Regions from separate parts of the Mus musculus genome. Here region 1 is linked to region 2. The links are chromatin contacts, called in public promoter capture Hi-C maps. All regions are on one chromosome and are shown on one strand. Each heading gives the region's core, a stretch centred on a gene start, on an enhancer-like site or on the middle of the called end of the contact. The rest is flanking DNA. Distances are from core to core; before and after follow the strand shown. Region 1 holds the start of Atp6v1c1 (ATPase, H+ transporting, lysosomal V1 subunit C1). Region 2 holds the start of Polr2k (polymerase (RNA) II (DNA directed) polypeptide K).

The links. Promoter capture Hi-C pulls out the DNA fragments that hold promoters and counts their contacts.
Region 1: a promoter capture Hi-C map of pre-B cells shows a contact between it and region 2, with 2.7 times the contacts expected there. The contact joins the promoter of Atp6v1c1 here to the promoter of Polr2k in region 2. A contact is called at or near these places in 2 of 39 promoter capture datasets (liver and pre-B cells).

What each region holds. Positions count from the first base shown.
Region 1 is chr15:38,659,037-38,666,231 of GRCm38.p6, forward strand. It overlaps Atp6v1c1 (ATPase, H+ transporting, lysosomal V1 subunit C1), which reads left to right and starts at 2,868. Exons shown (of 13, transcript NM_025494.3): 1 at 2,868-3,047.
Region 2 is chr15:36,168,316-36,175,508 of GRCm38.p6, forward strand. Polr2k (polymerase (RNA) II (DNA directed) polypeptide K) reads left to right here and starts at 5,695. Exons shown (of 4, transcript NM_023127.3): 1 at 5,695-5,766; 2 at 6,672-6,741; 3 at 7,069-7,161. The coding sequence starts at 6,681. It overlaps Gm22979 (a small nuclear RNA gene), which reads left to right and starts at 1,481; the gene lies at 1,481-1,639. It also overlaps a transcript of Fbxo43 not described here.

The DNA.
Region 1 (7,195 bases), core at 1,618-4,117, 2.5 Mb after region 2:
GGCACCCCGCAACCAAGTTCTTAGCACAAAGATGAGTTATTTGTGCTAGGAGAAAGCAGGTAATAAGAGACAAAGGCAGGCGATAGCAGATGAGGGAGAAGGGAAAGGGATATTTGTCCCAGAGGATGGGGGCACAAAAGACTTCCTCTGGATAGAGAGAAGATAGATGTGGCCCATAGGAAAATGGCAGTTTATAAAGGCAAAAAGGAAAACCCCATGTTAGGGTGAGATGTTTAATTTTAATTGGGCATGCTAACTAGGTGAGTCAAAGGGGGCTTTTGATTGCTGGATTTCAATACTTCAGAAGCTCTGCTGGACCTTGGTAGTCAGCCTCTGGAGGAGGAATTGGCCAAATAGGAAATAGACCGTAGTGGCTGGCTTCAAGAATGTAATCTAATAGATTTTAGCAAGGCAGAGGGAATTGGGGATAAGGGCAAGGTCTGTCAGAGTCACACTCACCTTGGTCGCCATGGTCGCCATGGTCGGGTTGGCCAGAGTTCCTTCAATTTGTATTTCTGTAAATGAGGTATCAATGGAATGCCTGCTTTCTCTCCATCTACCTTATCTGTTGTTTTAAGTGTGTTCAAGATCCTTCAATCAAACTGCTTATTTCATAGATTTCTTCTTCCTGATTCAAAGCTAAATTCAGCAAGCAGTAACCATTCTACAGGCTGGATGTTATACTGTCATGAAATCCCTTGCCAAATAACTTAGTCCATCACTTTGACCTGAACCTTAAAATTTGAAACAAAATTTCAGGACAGAGCTAGAATGCAGCCAAGTTCTTTTCCAGAATCGGATACAAAGGACTTCTAGTCTGATTCCCAGTTAAATCATTGTTCCCATCGAAAACCTAGTGAGTCCAGATTTCCTTTATTCCTGTGGGCATTCTGGTCTTCGGGATCCCACTCACTATGACTCACTAAACTATCCATAAAGCATTCCAGAGCTGCTCTAGGCCACAGCGCCAAACTCTCACACACAGATCCTGCAAACCAATTTCAAAGACTTAAGAAACAGGTTTATTAGACTGAAGAACCCGTTCCTTGCTAACAATTTTGTGTATTGCCTTTTTTTTTTTTTTGTTGCTACAAAATAATCGACAAAAACAAGGAAGGAAGCTGTGGTTTGGTGAACGAGGCATCCTACACAGCCTTAGGAATTTGAATACTTGGTCCCTGTTTGGTGGGACTGTTTGAGGAAATTTAGGGGCTGTGGCCTTGCTGGAGGAAGTATGTCACTGTAAGGGGCAAAGACTCATACCGTTTTTTTCCTTTGCTTTCTGCTTCCTGCTTGTTATTTGATTTGTGAGCTCTCAGCTATTATGATTGCTATGTCTGTCTACTGCCACACTTCCCTGCTGTGATGGTAATGGACTGGAATGTGTTTTATCACAGCAATAGGAAAGCAATGAATACAGAAGGGTTTCTTTTGGCTCACAGTTCAGCAAGGTGGTGAGAGTAATTGTAGCTCTGAAGGCAGGAGTCTGAGAGCCCTGGTTACATTGTATTGGTAGTCAGGAAGCAGAGAGCAATGAATGTTGATGCTTAGCTTTCTCCTTTAAAAAAAGATTATTTATTTGACAATTTTATTACATTTATTTATTTGTGGGTACTACAGCTTGCATGTGGAGATGGGAGGCTATCTTGCAGAATACACTTTGTGGTTCTGGGGATACAATTCAGGCCATCAGTCTTGGTGGTTAGTGCCCCATTACCTGTTGAACCTTCTCTCTCTAATCCTATTTATCATTTTTAAAAGATTAATTTTATTTGTATTTATGTGTATGAGTGTTTTGTCTTCCTGGGAGTGCATATGATTACAGGTTCTGCAGGAGGCCAGATGAAGCCAATCGGATCTCCTGGAGGTAGCTGGAGTCACAAGGCACTCCAGGTGGGTGCCAGTAAGGAATTCAGATCCTCTGTGAGAGCAGTATGTGTTCTTAACCTCAGAGCCATCTCTCTAAGCCTCGAAAAAAAAAAAAAAAACATTCTGTGTTGGTTCCTATCATTCAAGATGCTGCTGCCCATATTCGAGGTGAATGTCCTACATTAAACCTGGCTGGAAACTCCCTCCAAGAGGTTTGTCTCCTAGCAATTCTAAAGCCAGTCAGGTTGACAATGGAAATCTATTATTCCGCTTGCTAGTAAGAACAGCCAGGAGTGCCCACACATTGTGCAAACAGAACCATAACCTCTGGAGCTTCACTTTGCTAAGCTGTAAATCTAAAAACGATTAAAATAGACAAGTCCCCAATCCTCTATGCAACCTAAAATGCTGAGATATGCACCACCTAACTTCTCAACCAATGAGATGTGCACGGTTTGTGAGAGTAGGTTGATATCTATTTTTCTGGAACCCAAGGCTGATGGTTTTTCCCTGTCCATAAACCTTTCTTGACTTCCTGTATCCATTTTGGTACCCCTAAACCAGACAGTTTGGAGTTCCTGGCAAGGGGGTCACTCCACTAGCTAATTCTAAAAAACTAATTAACAATGTTTGGTGCTGAGTAACTAAACCTGAACACTTTATCACTTTATGGAACGAAGTGATACCAGATTGGATGAAAAATATGAAACTACTGAAGTGGATTATTAGAAAAAATTTCCCCGAAACCTGGACTGTCAAAACTTGCAGTGCAGAAGTCAGTGCAGGAGCTTGGGGGAGTCTGAATGGCTGAAACCTGTGGGTAATTTTAGGGTGGGCGGGAATTTTCTGGTGGCTGGCCAACCACCGCAGGTGCATCTGGAGGAGCGGCAAGCTCCGCCCACCCGGAAGCCCGCTCTGCGCGCTCTCTCAGCCCCGCCTTCTCCGGAGGCCTGGCCGCATCGTGATTGCGCGCAGTGGTGCGCGCGCGTAGGCGGAGCGGCGTGCGCCGCGGTCAGCTGACTGCTCCGGCTGGCACGTGACTTGCTCTGGGCGCAGGGGTCGAGGAAGCCGAAAGGCCGGAGCTTAGGTCCGGGAGGGATGGAGCGCTGAGCGGTTAACGTCTACCAGGCTTCCTGCCTCCGCACCTGTCGCCGCCGCCGCCTCCTGAGACACCTCGGGTCAGTGAGCGATAGCCCTGCGGGGAGCTGACGCTGCAGTGGCCGCCGGGGAAGGATGGGGGCGGCGCGGGGGCCTAGACTGTGGCGTCGGACCTGCAACCGGCCTGGGTGCGGGCTCTCCGCATCTCAGGGCCTAGGGTTGGTGTCTTTGGAAGAAGAAGGAGGGGGAAGGGGCCCAGACGGGGAACTCAGTGGCAGAAGGGAGAAGTGTTGTACATTCGGGTCCTTCTTGGGTGGGAATCCCAGCGAGTCCTGGTCACTTGTGAGAAGGTGGACAGTGACAGAATGCCTCAGGTGAGGCTCAGGGTTCACCGGCGTGTGTGTGCAGTCTCCACTGGGTGTTTACGCCTGTATGTGAATAGAAGGGATTACAGTTTTCAGGGCGGAAGGGGTGCCCACTGCAGGCAGGGGGCGGTCACAGAGGACACGGGGGTCATTGTAGGCAGTGGATGAAACAGGAATACAGGCAGCTTAAAAACATTTCACTAGATTGGGGTTGGGGGAGGTTAAACAACATCCCCGAAAAGGAACTGGTGGACAGAGTCTCTTATAAGGCAGATTGAATCACCTATGAGGCATAAGAGGGAAGCTTGTGTTCTTTTCAGAGGAAAAATGTTATCAGGGGGAAAATTGTCTACTCTGTACTTAGTGGTGCCCCGGGAATGAAATGGTCGGGTGTGAATAGCCCAGCCCTAAAAGTTCACATTGATGGTGGGAAGATAAGTCACAGGGGAAAGATGAGGTTGTATAGAACTGGTAAAAACAGAAGGAGGAGAAAAGTATCCTGGAGGAAAGAAAACTTGAGTTTGGGTCTTGGCAAGTCGGTGGGATTGGAGGCAACAGAGGAGAACTTTTTACTCAGTGAAAGCCTCGTTATTTGAGGGCCTGATGAGAGAAGAAGACATGATTTAGGGGTGCCAAAGGCCAGGCTTTTGTAGTAGGCTGCATTGTGGAAAAGTGGGAAATAGTTTTGAAGTCTGGTGATACTTGTTCATATACTGCATGCTCTATGGCTGATACTATGGGAGTGCTAAGGTTTAGGAAGCAGACAGGGACTCTGCTGTCAGAGCTTCCAGACAGATTCAGAGGAGATAGGTTTTAATAGTCGTGCATTTGGCGTGTGATAGAGCACTAACCTTTAGTCCTAGCACTTAGGAGGCAGAGCCAACCAAAGCTAAATAAATAGTGAGACCACTTGTCTCTCTCTCTCTCTCCCTCTCTCTCTCTCTCTCTCTCTCTATATATATATGTATACACACACACACACATATATATATACATCTACATATATACATATATATACACACATATACATAAATGTGTGTGTGTGTGTGTGTGTGTAAAATCTACTCCGAAGGAGTAATGGAGCAGTACAGAGATGTTTCCCAGGAATATGACTTTTGTGGAAGATTCAAAGAAGGCTTTGTTGAGGATATGACTGAGAAGAGGTTGGTGTGAAAAGGGGGTGAGCAGGCAGGAGTGAAAAGGACATTCCAGGTTGAGGGAACAGAGTTTGTCAAGGCCTTGAAGTGAGAGGAGGAACGTGCCTTTCCAGAACTTGCAGAGAACCTGGAATGAGAAAGGTGTGGTGGTGGGATGTGGACAGACTGGCCTGTGTGTGGGGAGAGCTGGAGTCAGACTGCTCAGGGAATCCAGTGAAGATCATAGGTGCTGGAGACAGACTGTGTGTGGCCCTGCAAGTCCTCCACAGTTTGAGCCGCCCTGGCAGGTAGAGTGAGTTGCAGGCCAGCCAGAGCTGCTCTGTGAGAGTGCTTTGGGTTTCTGTGTGCTGTCGAGCTGGAGGAGATAAAGAGCCCTAAGGTGAGCTAAAGTGCTCACGGTGATAATCGCAGTTAAGTCTGGCAACAAGTGAGTCTCGTTGTGCTGAAGTCGGAGCCTCGGCTTTTCTGCTCAAAACTACAGGATCCTTTTGTCTTTTGGTTACTTTGCAGGTACCAGATCGGATCTCAAGAAATAGTGCTCTGCATCCTGAATGCTGAGAGCTAGGGGCTACTCTTAGTCTGCATTTAAACAGGGCAGGATTTACACACACAACACACACACACACATCTTTTTAATTTTTTTTTAATTTTAACTTTTGGAGACAGGGTCCCTGGCTATCCTCGAACTCATTATATAGACCAGGCTGACCTTGAACTCACAGCTATACACCTGCTTCCTGAGTGCTGGGATTAAAGACTTGTGTGTGTGTGTGTGTGTGTGTGTGCATTTCTTTTTTTACTTTTTTTTTTTTTTTGAGACAGGGTTTCTTTATGTATACGAGGTTGTCCTCCAATCCAGCAAGCAGCCTGCCTCAGCTTCTGAGTGCTGGCATGTGCGTGCTTATAATTTTTTTTTTATGTTTATACATTTTTTTATTTTTTTGAGACAGGGTTTCTCTGTTTGGCCCTGGCTGTTCTAGAACTCATTCTGTAGACCAGGCTGGCCTACACCACTCAGCATGTTTATAAATCTTAGCCTTCTTATTTATATTAGTTATTTTGTTTCGTTTTTCTTAAACCTAAAACTTAGGATTCTGCATCATTGTCCTAACTTGTAGGATAATGTCCATTGGTCAAGAGCAAGACCAGCATGCCACAGTGAACTTTGGCAAAGGGCCTCTGCAGGCCACCAGTCCCTTGGTGGGCAGTAAGCCTTCCTTTTGACTTGTGTATCCTGCTGACCTGGAACACTGTCGGCCTGAGCTGGGGCACAGTTCTGTAATCCCTTTCCCCCTTTGTACTTGATTTTGCTTGGAATAACAGTAGTTTTGACTAAGTGTCTGCTATAGTTTGCCTTGTCCAGACTGTATTCCGTCTAAGGTTGTGTTGTTTTCACCATTTGGATGTAGAGCTCTTTCATTTTAACTACAAATTAATTTGCATTTGATTTCCATTTCATCAACATTTTTTCCCTCTTGAGACAAGGTTTCTTTGTGTAACAGCCCTGGCTGGCCTCAAACTCTCTAGAGTTCTGCCTGACTCTGCTTCTGAGAGCTGAAACTAAAGGTATGTGCCAATACGCACCCACTATTATCAGTGTTAAAGACAGCATTAGCATGGTGTTCAAGGCATTAAACCAAGGTGAGCCTTGGACTCCCGATCCTTCTACCTGTGCCTCCTAAGTATCAATTTACAGCCCTGCATCACCGAACTCCTCTCTCATCTGTAAGCCAGGGAAATGCACTTGTTGTTCGCACATGCGCTCGCGTGCGCGCGTGTGCACACACGCACGCACACACACACACACACACACACACACGAGTTCAGAGAATTGAGTCCAGTAGTCAGTGGAGGAGAGGTGCTTCTGTTATGGCAGGATAAGACATACATCTGAAGTGAGGAACGTGGTGGGCGTTTGAAAATACAATGTTGGATGAACATTTTATAGATAGAGGTTGATGCCATTTGTGATGCACACCTTTAATCTCAGTACTTGTGAGACAAAGGCACGAGAATCTCTGAGTTCAGTGTCAGCCAGGGCTATATATTACCGAGTGGGCATTTACTAAGCGATTAAAGCAGACTGAATAAAGAGGCTACTTAAGTTAACACAATTAACTGTCACATTAACTTTTTAAAATAAATTATTTTTATTTTGTGTGTGAGTGTTTTGTGTGCATGTATGTTATATATACCACTTGTGCCTGGTACTTTTGGAAGCCAGAAAAGGGCATTGGATCCCCTGGAACTGGATGGTGGTTGTGAGCTGAGAGGAGAGTTGGGAACTGAACCTGGTTCCTCTGCAAGAGCAGCAAATGCTCTTAACTGTTGAGCCGTCTCCGGCCCCTGGCCTATTAACTTCACCATTGAGGTTGTACCAGTTTAGGGCTTCAGAACTATAATGCTAACATTATTTTAGACAAAAGTCTCCCATGTTTAGACATGTCCGTCCACCACATTCTGACTAGTACTTGAAATAGTCCTGTGCATTTCTCACGGAGACAGATAAGCATGCACTGTTATTACATACTTTGGCAAATATTCAACATTGAAGATACAGAAAATAAGAGTAATACTTTTGTGAATTCAGTTTTTCTTTTATGGTTTTTACTATTAACTGGAGAAACACATTTTACTATTTTTAACTGTATGAGAACTTAAATAGATGGATGAAATCAGTCTCAGTAAGTATAGTTACTAGCTATG
Region 2 (7,193 bases), core at 4,445-6,944:
GTGACAACCTGTTGAAGGAGTGAAGCTGCTGGGTCCTTGGGCTGCAGAGGATGAGATACCATCCCCCTCTAGCCACATCAACAAGTGACAGGGGCAGCAGAACAGATAAACTGAGAGCAGACAGGGATGCTGGACCCCAAAGCAAGGCCAACTGGGGTCTCTGGAATCAGTTAAAAAACACTTCCAAGGAAAAGGCCATGAGCAACAGCATCAACAAAGTCAAAGCTAAAGGAAAGACATGAAATATAAAAGACTGCATTTTATTGCCAGCCACACATAATGCCTTGTTTTTTTCTGATACTAAAGGAAATGATTACTGATCCTCCTTTAGTAGAATTTATCTGAATCAATCAAAAGCAGATTTATTACTTAAAAAATAATCTTTATCCAAGAGTGGTGGTACATACCTTTAATCCAGGTATTTGGGAGGCAGAGGCAAACACAGATCTCTTGTGAATTTGAGGCCAGCCTGATCTACACAGTGAGTTCCAGGCCAGACATAGCTATATATTCAGAGTTCATATAGGTGGTGGTAATGATGATGATGATGCACCTGGAAACCAGGGCACTGGCGGACAGGGCTGGTGAAAAAAAGTTCTTAAGAAGAAACAGATCAGTCTCAAGAGTTGTGGATGAATGAATGTTAAGACTGATATCTACCCATGGACAGTGCAGAGCATCTTAGAGAAAAGGATGTATAGGATGGAAAGAAGTAAGGGTGGTGGCATGGAGACCAGCAGAGAGCCACTGTGTTACTCTGCAGCAGAGAGAAGAGCTACTGTGTTACTAGGCAGTAGAGAGCCAGTCACGGTGTTACTGTGCAGCAGAGAGAAGAACTACTGTGTTACTGTGCAGCAGAGAAAAGAACTACTGTGTTACTGTGCAGTAGAGAGCCAGTCACTGTGTTACTGTGCAGTAAAGAGAGAGCCACTGTGTTACTCTGGAAGATAGCTAGGGGTAGTGAACAACCTGGACCAACATGCTCAGTTGGTAGGATCAGCAGCCAGGGTGGGGGCATGGGGTAAACAGAACTGTCTTTGGAGGAAATGTGGTGTTCATGTAAAGATAAGGAAGTACCTGTGTAACCTAAGGAGTCAATGAACTCCACTTGTTTGACACTCCCACCTACAATAAATGGTACTCTTCCTGTCTCTTCAAATAAGTCTCTGTTAAAGCCATTTCATCCTACCTTGGTCAGCAGTGACAATCCTCCCCTCTGCAGCATTTCCCCTGTATATGTTCTTCTCAAATTCAGTGTTATCTAGATGGGGATGAAGCTCGGTTGGTAGAGTGCCTAGCATGTGAAGTGTTGGGGTTAACATAAGCTTAGCATGGTGACAACACGGTTGCAATCTCAGCATCTGGGAAGTGGAGGCAAAGGGACCAGAAGTTTGAGGATATCAGCTAGATATATTTGAGGTCAGTTTAGGATGAATGAGCACCCCACCCAAATAAATATGGTGATACTTACCTGGCTGATCCTCTTACCTGGCAGAGGAGTTGCTATAATCATGGAGATAGTTTTCCCAGGGTGAGCCTCATCCTCTCCATTCCAGATGTGCTGACACCAGCAATTTCCCCAAATGTGAGAAACTAAACTGCACAATTCATGGTGGTGGGCGGCATTCAAACTTTCCTTTGAAATATAAAGAATGTAATTTACTTATTTTATTTCCCCACACCAATGTAAACAGGGAAGAGCATTTTGCATATGGCTAAAAATAATCACACAACTACTGTTTTGTCATGCTTTCAAATTTAAAGACATTTATTTTTCAGGAGGCATTTTATTAAACGTGAGGGGGGAAGCATGCCAGAAGCAGGCATGGTAGCTCTTTTATTTCCCAGAATGTAGGAGGTGGAGGCAGAAGGATGAGAAACACAAGGCCATTCTTGGATACATAGCAAGTTTTAAGGCAGTGCCCTTACCCACTGATCCATCTTGCTGGCCCTGTCTTTTGCTTATCTACCACAGTCTTTTGCTTCTTTGCTTCCTTTTCTTGGATCAAGCTCCCATGATAGAATTCTAAAATTTACTTGATTCCCATGAGGTCTAGTTTTCTTTGGGGGCCTTTTCAATAAACATAATGAATTTTCCTCAATGACTTTGACATCCAAGCTATTCGGAAATTATCAACAAGCATAAAAGAAATCCAGAGATTCAAGAAAAAATGGCAACTTGTTTCATCATAACCATCTTATAAAGGGGTAAAGGCCTCAGGATGGCATCAGCCTTCACTGGGAGAGCGATACAGTGATTTCTGCCATGTGGTGAATGCTCACAGAGTTAGCTCCATGTTATCTTTGATAATGGGGTATGTCGTATGGTGATTCTCCAGTTACTGCTAATAGAAAAGGGGTGGGCACTAGCACCAGCATGAACTCTTATAGAAATATTGACTCTTTACTGTGGCTAGGCATTACATCACCATCCTGTAGAGTCCCAGGGTACATTTATGATCTACATGTGATGATCCATTCTAACCTTCACACATGTTTTGGTTTTTTTTTTTAAGATTTATTTATTTATATGTAAGTACACTGTAGCTGTCTTCAGACACTCCAGAAAAGGGAGTCAGATCTTGTTACGGATGGTTGTGAGCCACTATGTGGTTGCTGGGATTTGAACTCTGGACCTTCGGAAGAGCAGCCTGGAAGAGCAGTCAGGTGCTCTTACCCATTGAGCCATCTCACCAGCCCCACACATGTTTTGTATTAGAAAGTTTGGTACTTGAACAGATTTAGAATCTAGCAAAAAGTTATGCTTAATGGTATATACTTGTTAGCACTTGGAGACAGGAGGATCTGTGAATTCCAGGCTAGCCTAGGCTACATAGTAAGACTTAAAGAACTCAAGAAGGTGGACCTCAGAAAATCAAATAACCCCCTTAAAAAATGGGGCTCAGAACTGAACAAAGAATTCTCACCTGAGGAATACCGAATGGCAGAGAAGCACCTGAAAAAATGTTCAACATCCTTAATCATCAGGGAAATGCAAATCAAAACAACCCTGAGATTCCACCTCACACCAGTCAGAATGGCTAAGATCAAAAATTCAGGTGACAGCAGATGCTGGCGAGGATGTGGAGAAAGAGGAACACTCCTCCATTGTTGGTGGGATTGCAGGCTTGTACAACCACTCTGGAAATCAGTCTGGCGGTTCCTCAGAAAATTGGACATAGTACTACCGGAGGATCCAGCAATACCTCTCCTGGGCATATATCCAGAAGAAGCCCCAACTGGTAAGAAGGACACATGCTCCACTATGTTCATAGCAGCCTTATTTATAATAGCCAGAAACTGGAAAGAACCCAGATGCCCCTCAACAGAGGAATGGATACAGAAAATGTGGTACATCTACACAATGGAGTACTACTCAGCTATTAAAAAGAATGAATTTATGAAATTCCTAGCCAAATGGATGGACCTGGAGAGCATCATCCTGAGTGAGGTAACACAATCACAAAGGAACTCACACAATATGTACTCACTGATAAGTGGATACTAGCCCAAAACCTAGGATACCCACGATATAAGATACAATTCCCTAAACACATGAAACTCAAGAAAAATGAAGACTGAAGTGTGGACACTATGCCCCTCCTTAGAAGTGGGAACAAAACACCCATGGAAGGAGTTACAGAAACAAAGTATGGAGCTGAGATGAAAGGATGGACCATGTAGAGACTGCCATATCCAGGGATCCACCCCATAATCAGCTTCCAAATGCTGACACCATTGCATACACTAGCAAGATTTTACTGAAAGGACCCAGATGTAGCTGTCTCTTGTGAGACTATGCCGGGGCCTAGCAAACACAGAAGTGGATGCTCACAGTCAGCTAATGGATGGATCACAGGGCTCCCAATGGAGGAGCTAGAGAAAGTACCCAAGGAGCTAAAGGGATCTTCAACCCTATAGGTGGAACAACATTATGAACTAACCAGTACCCCTGAGCTCTTGACTCTAGCTGCATATGTATCAAAAGATGGCCTAGTCGGCCATCACTGGAAAGAGAGGCCCATTGGACACGCAGACTTTGTGTGCCCCGGTACAGGGGAACGCCAGGGCCAAAGGGGGGGAGTGGGTGGGTAGGGGAGTGGGGGTGGGTGGGTAAGGGGGTCTTTTGGTATAGCATTGGAAATGTAAATGAGCTAAATACCTAATAAAAAATGGAAAAAAAAAAAAAAGAAAAAACAAAAAACAAAAAGCAAGAGCTTGAGAGGCAGCTCAGCATTTAAGAGCACTTGCTGTTCTTGCAGAGGACAGGTTCAGTTTTCAACATCTAGGTATGACAGCTTATAACAGTCTGTAGTTCCAGTTTGGGAGGGGGGGTCCAACTATCTCTTCTGATCTCAACTGGCATCCACACATAACTCAAATCACAGTAAATCTTCAAATCTGCTTGCAGTATGAAGTCCTCTTACAATACCCATGGGCTTAACCTAGTGTCATTGTACAGATGTTTAGTGTGCACACTTGTTTTCCTCTTCCTGCTTGTTGAGGAGAAGGGGTACTTTGAAACATGGCTGCTGGTCAAAATATGCTGTTAGTCTGGATGTAGAGGAAGAAGCTGGAAAGTACTGTTTTTCTGATTTCCTTCTGAAAGAAATTATCACTGTGAGCTCATGCATGCTAAACAAGCATTTTATTACTGCTTAAGTAATAAATTACTGCTTATTAAGCCAGCAATTCTAAAAAAACAAATTTAATTGTCATCTAGGAAGACTGGAATTTCTCAAGATGGTCTGTGAATATCAAAGGTTTGAACTAGAAATGAAAGACAAAGCTCAAAGTTCTTCTTGATGGATGGAGAATGGAGAGTAGTTTACTAAGTTACCAGAGTGCCCACTGGGAGAGAAGCCATCTCTTTAATAGTTAACAACTGTTTTTACTTGAATCCCTTCAGGTTATCCATCCTATTATTAAAATAAACGACTGGTGTGAAATAATTGAATGTAAACGTCCTGAACCCAACAGATGTGTTTTACTGAGTTCCAATTTTGATGTGTGAGAACACACACCTGTACTCTACTGAACTGGTCAAACACAGGAAGGAGAGTACTAAGAGAAAAGCTAAAGCCACCAACTAGTCGAAGTAATTGATGGAGCTGCCGTAAGAAAGCCTTGGCTTCAAAAAGGGAGGGAGATGGCAGGCGTTGTGATTTGCGCGATTAATCTCAGCATTGAGGCGGCGAAGACAGAGGATTGTACGGGTTTAAGAGCAGTCTCAGCCTGGGCTTCCCCTTTCCCTCTCTTTCCACTCCCCAACATAAAAAAGAGAGGTGACAGGAAACTAGGAGAGAACTGGAAATTGAAAACAAACAAACAAGCAAACAAAAAACCCACACGGGCATTGAACAATTTGAAAACCGCCATGTGCGAAGTGTCAAATCGTGAAGTATTGGTAGGGTAGCCTGCTGGTGTTCGCCTAAGCATCGGGTCGGTTAAGACTCCAGCATTGCCTGTCTTGGGTTCCTCCTGTATCTGCCATTACACAAGCACAAACCTTCGAATGCCGAGCTGTGGAGATGTTTTGCTACCCCAGAGAGAAGGGCAAATAAAAACAAAACAAAACCCCACAGGAAGCAGGTAGGAGAAAAACGCTGTAACCTGCCTCAGAAACAGAAGCGCCAGTCCCCCCGCACTGCGAGGGAGAGGGGGCGGGGCTTCGTTTCGTCATAAATCGGCGCCGGAAGTTGGCGAGGCAGCGCCGGAAAAAGCTTTTGCGTGCTCAGAGAAGGGACGCTTCTTCCAGCTGTGGAGGTAGGGAGTCTCCGGCTGATGATTTTGGAAGTAAATTTGTGGCAAAACCAGGAGAGACACTTGGCTTTAAAATCTTTGTGGGCAGCCGGGAGAGGTAGCACACTCCTGCCATTTGAGCGCTTGGAAGCAGAGGTAGGAGAATTCCGCCTTCAACCAGCGCCTTGACTTTGAGCCTGGCTTAGGTTACAAAGTGAAGACTCTCAAAGTCTTTTCAAAGAACCAAGCGCGTAAATAAAGATCCCCGGTGGAGTTAGTCTCGAGACAAGCTTTGATGGAGCTATTGCTCCTAGGTCAGATCTGAATTCCTTTGAGGAGTGAGATTGGGCAAACAAACCTCTCCTTAGCCTATTAGTGTATTACTCTTGTGTAAAGAGTAATACACTCTAGGATCGTGAAGACTGTAATAAACATTCCCCCTGGTGTTTATTATTATTGAAATTGTGGGTTTTGTTTTGTTTTGTTTTGTTTTGTTTTGTTTTGTTTCGAGACAGGGTTTCTTTGTGTAGCCCTGGCTGTCCTGGAACTCGATTTGTAGACCAGGCTGGCCTGGAACTCAGAAATCCGTCTGCCTCTGCCTCCCAAGTGCTGGGATTAAAGGCGTGTGCCACCACCGCCCGGCGAAAATGTGTTTTATTCTTAAGACCCAGCCCACACCACAGTTTGGGGGAACTATAGGTATAGATAAAGAATTGCGACTTTTCCTTTTTTTTTTTTTTTTTTTTTTTTTGTTTCCCCATCTGTAATACTGGGTATTTATCCTTGGGCCTCTGCATGCTAGGCAAACATTCTATTGCGTTTTTCTCTAAGGCCGGAAAATAAGAACCTTGTATTGCGTCTGAGAAAAAAAAAAAAGAGGCATGTTTTGTGCGAAGACCCTGATACTCAGTCTTTGTCTCTGATTTCAGGCACTAACAATGGACGCTCAGAAAGATGTTCAACCACCAAAGCAGCAGCCAATGATATATATTTGTGGAGGTAAAATTGACATTCATTTAAATAATGCTTTACTTAAAAAAACAACCACCACCCAAAAATCCTCTCTTACATGAGTAAAATTATAACGTGGAGCACTTTAGCGATTGTTAATGTAAAATCCCCCTCCCTTATTAAGATCTCTTCCTTTTATCTGGAAAAGGTGTACTGCCTACAGCCCTTCTTTCTCCTTGGTCTGTTTTGGCAATAATCGGGCACTTGGATGCTTTGGTGCCTTTTGGTTTGCTCCAGTTGAAATCTGTAGTTATCATTTGCTTCCCCCATAGTGTTTCTCTTTCAAGCATTGAATAAATGTGCTTTCTTTCCCAGAGTGTCACACCGAAAATGAGATAAAGTCCAGGGATCCCATCAGATGCAGAGAATGTGGATACAGAATAATGTACAAGAAAAGGACTAAAAGATGTATCCTTTCAAGCACATGTTCTAAATGTGCA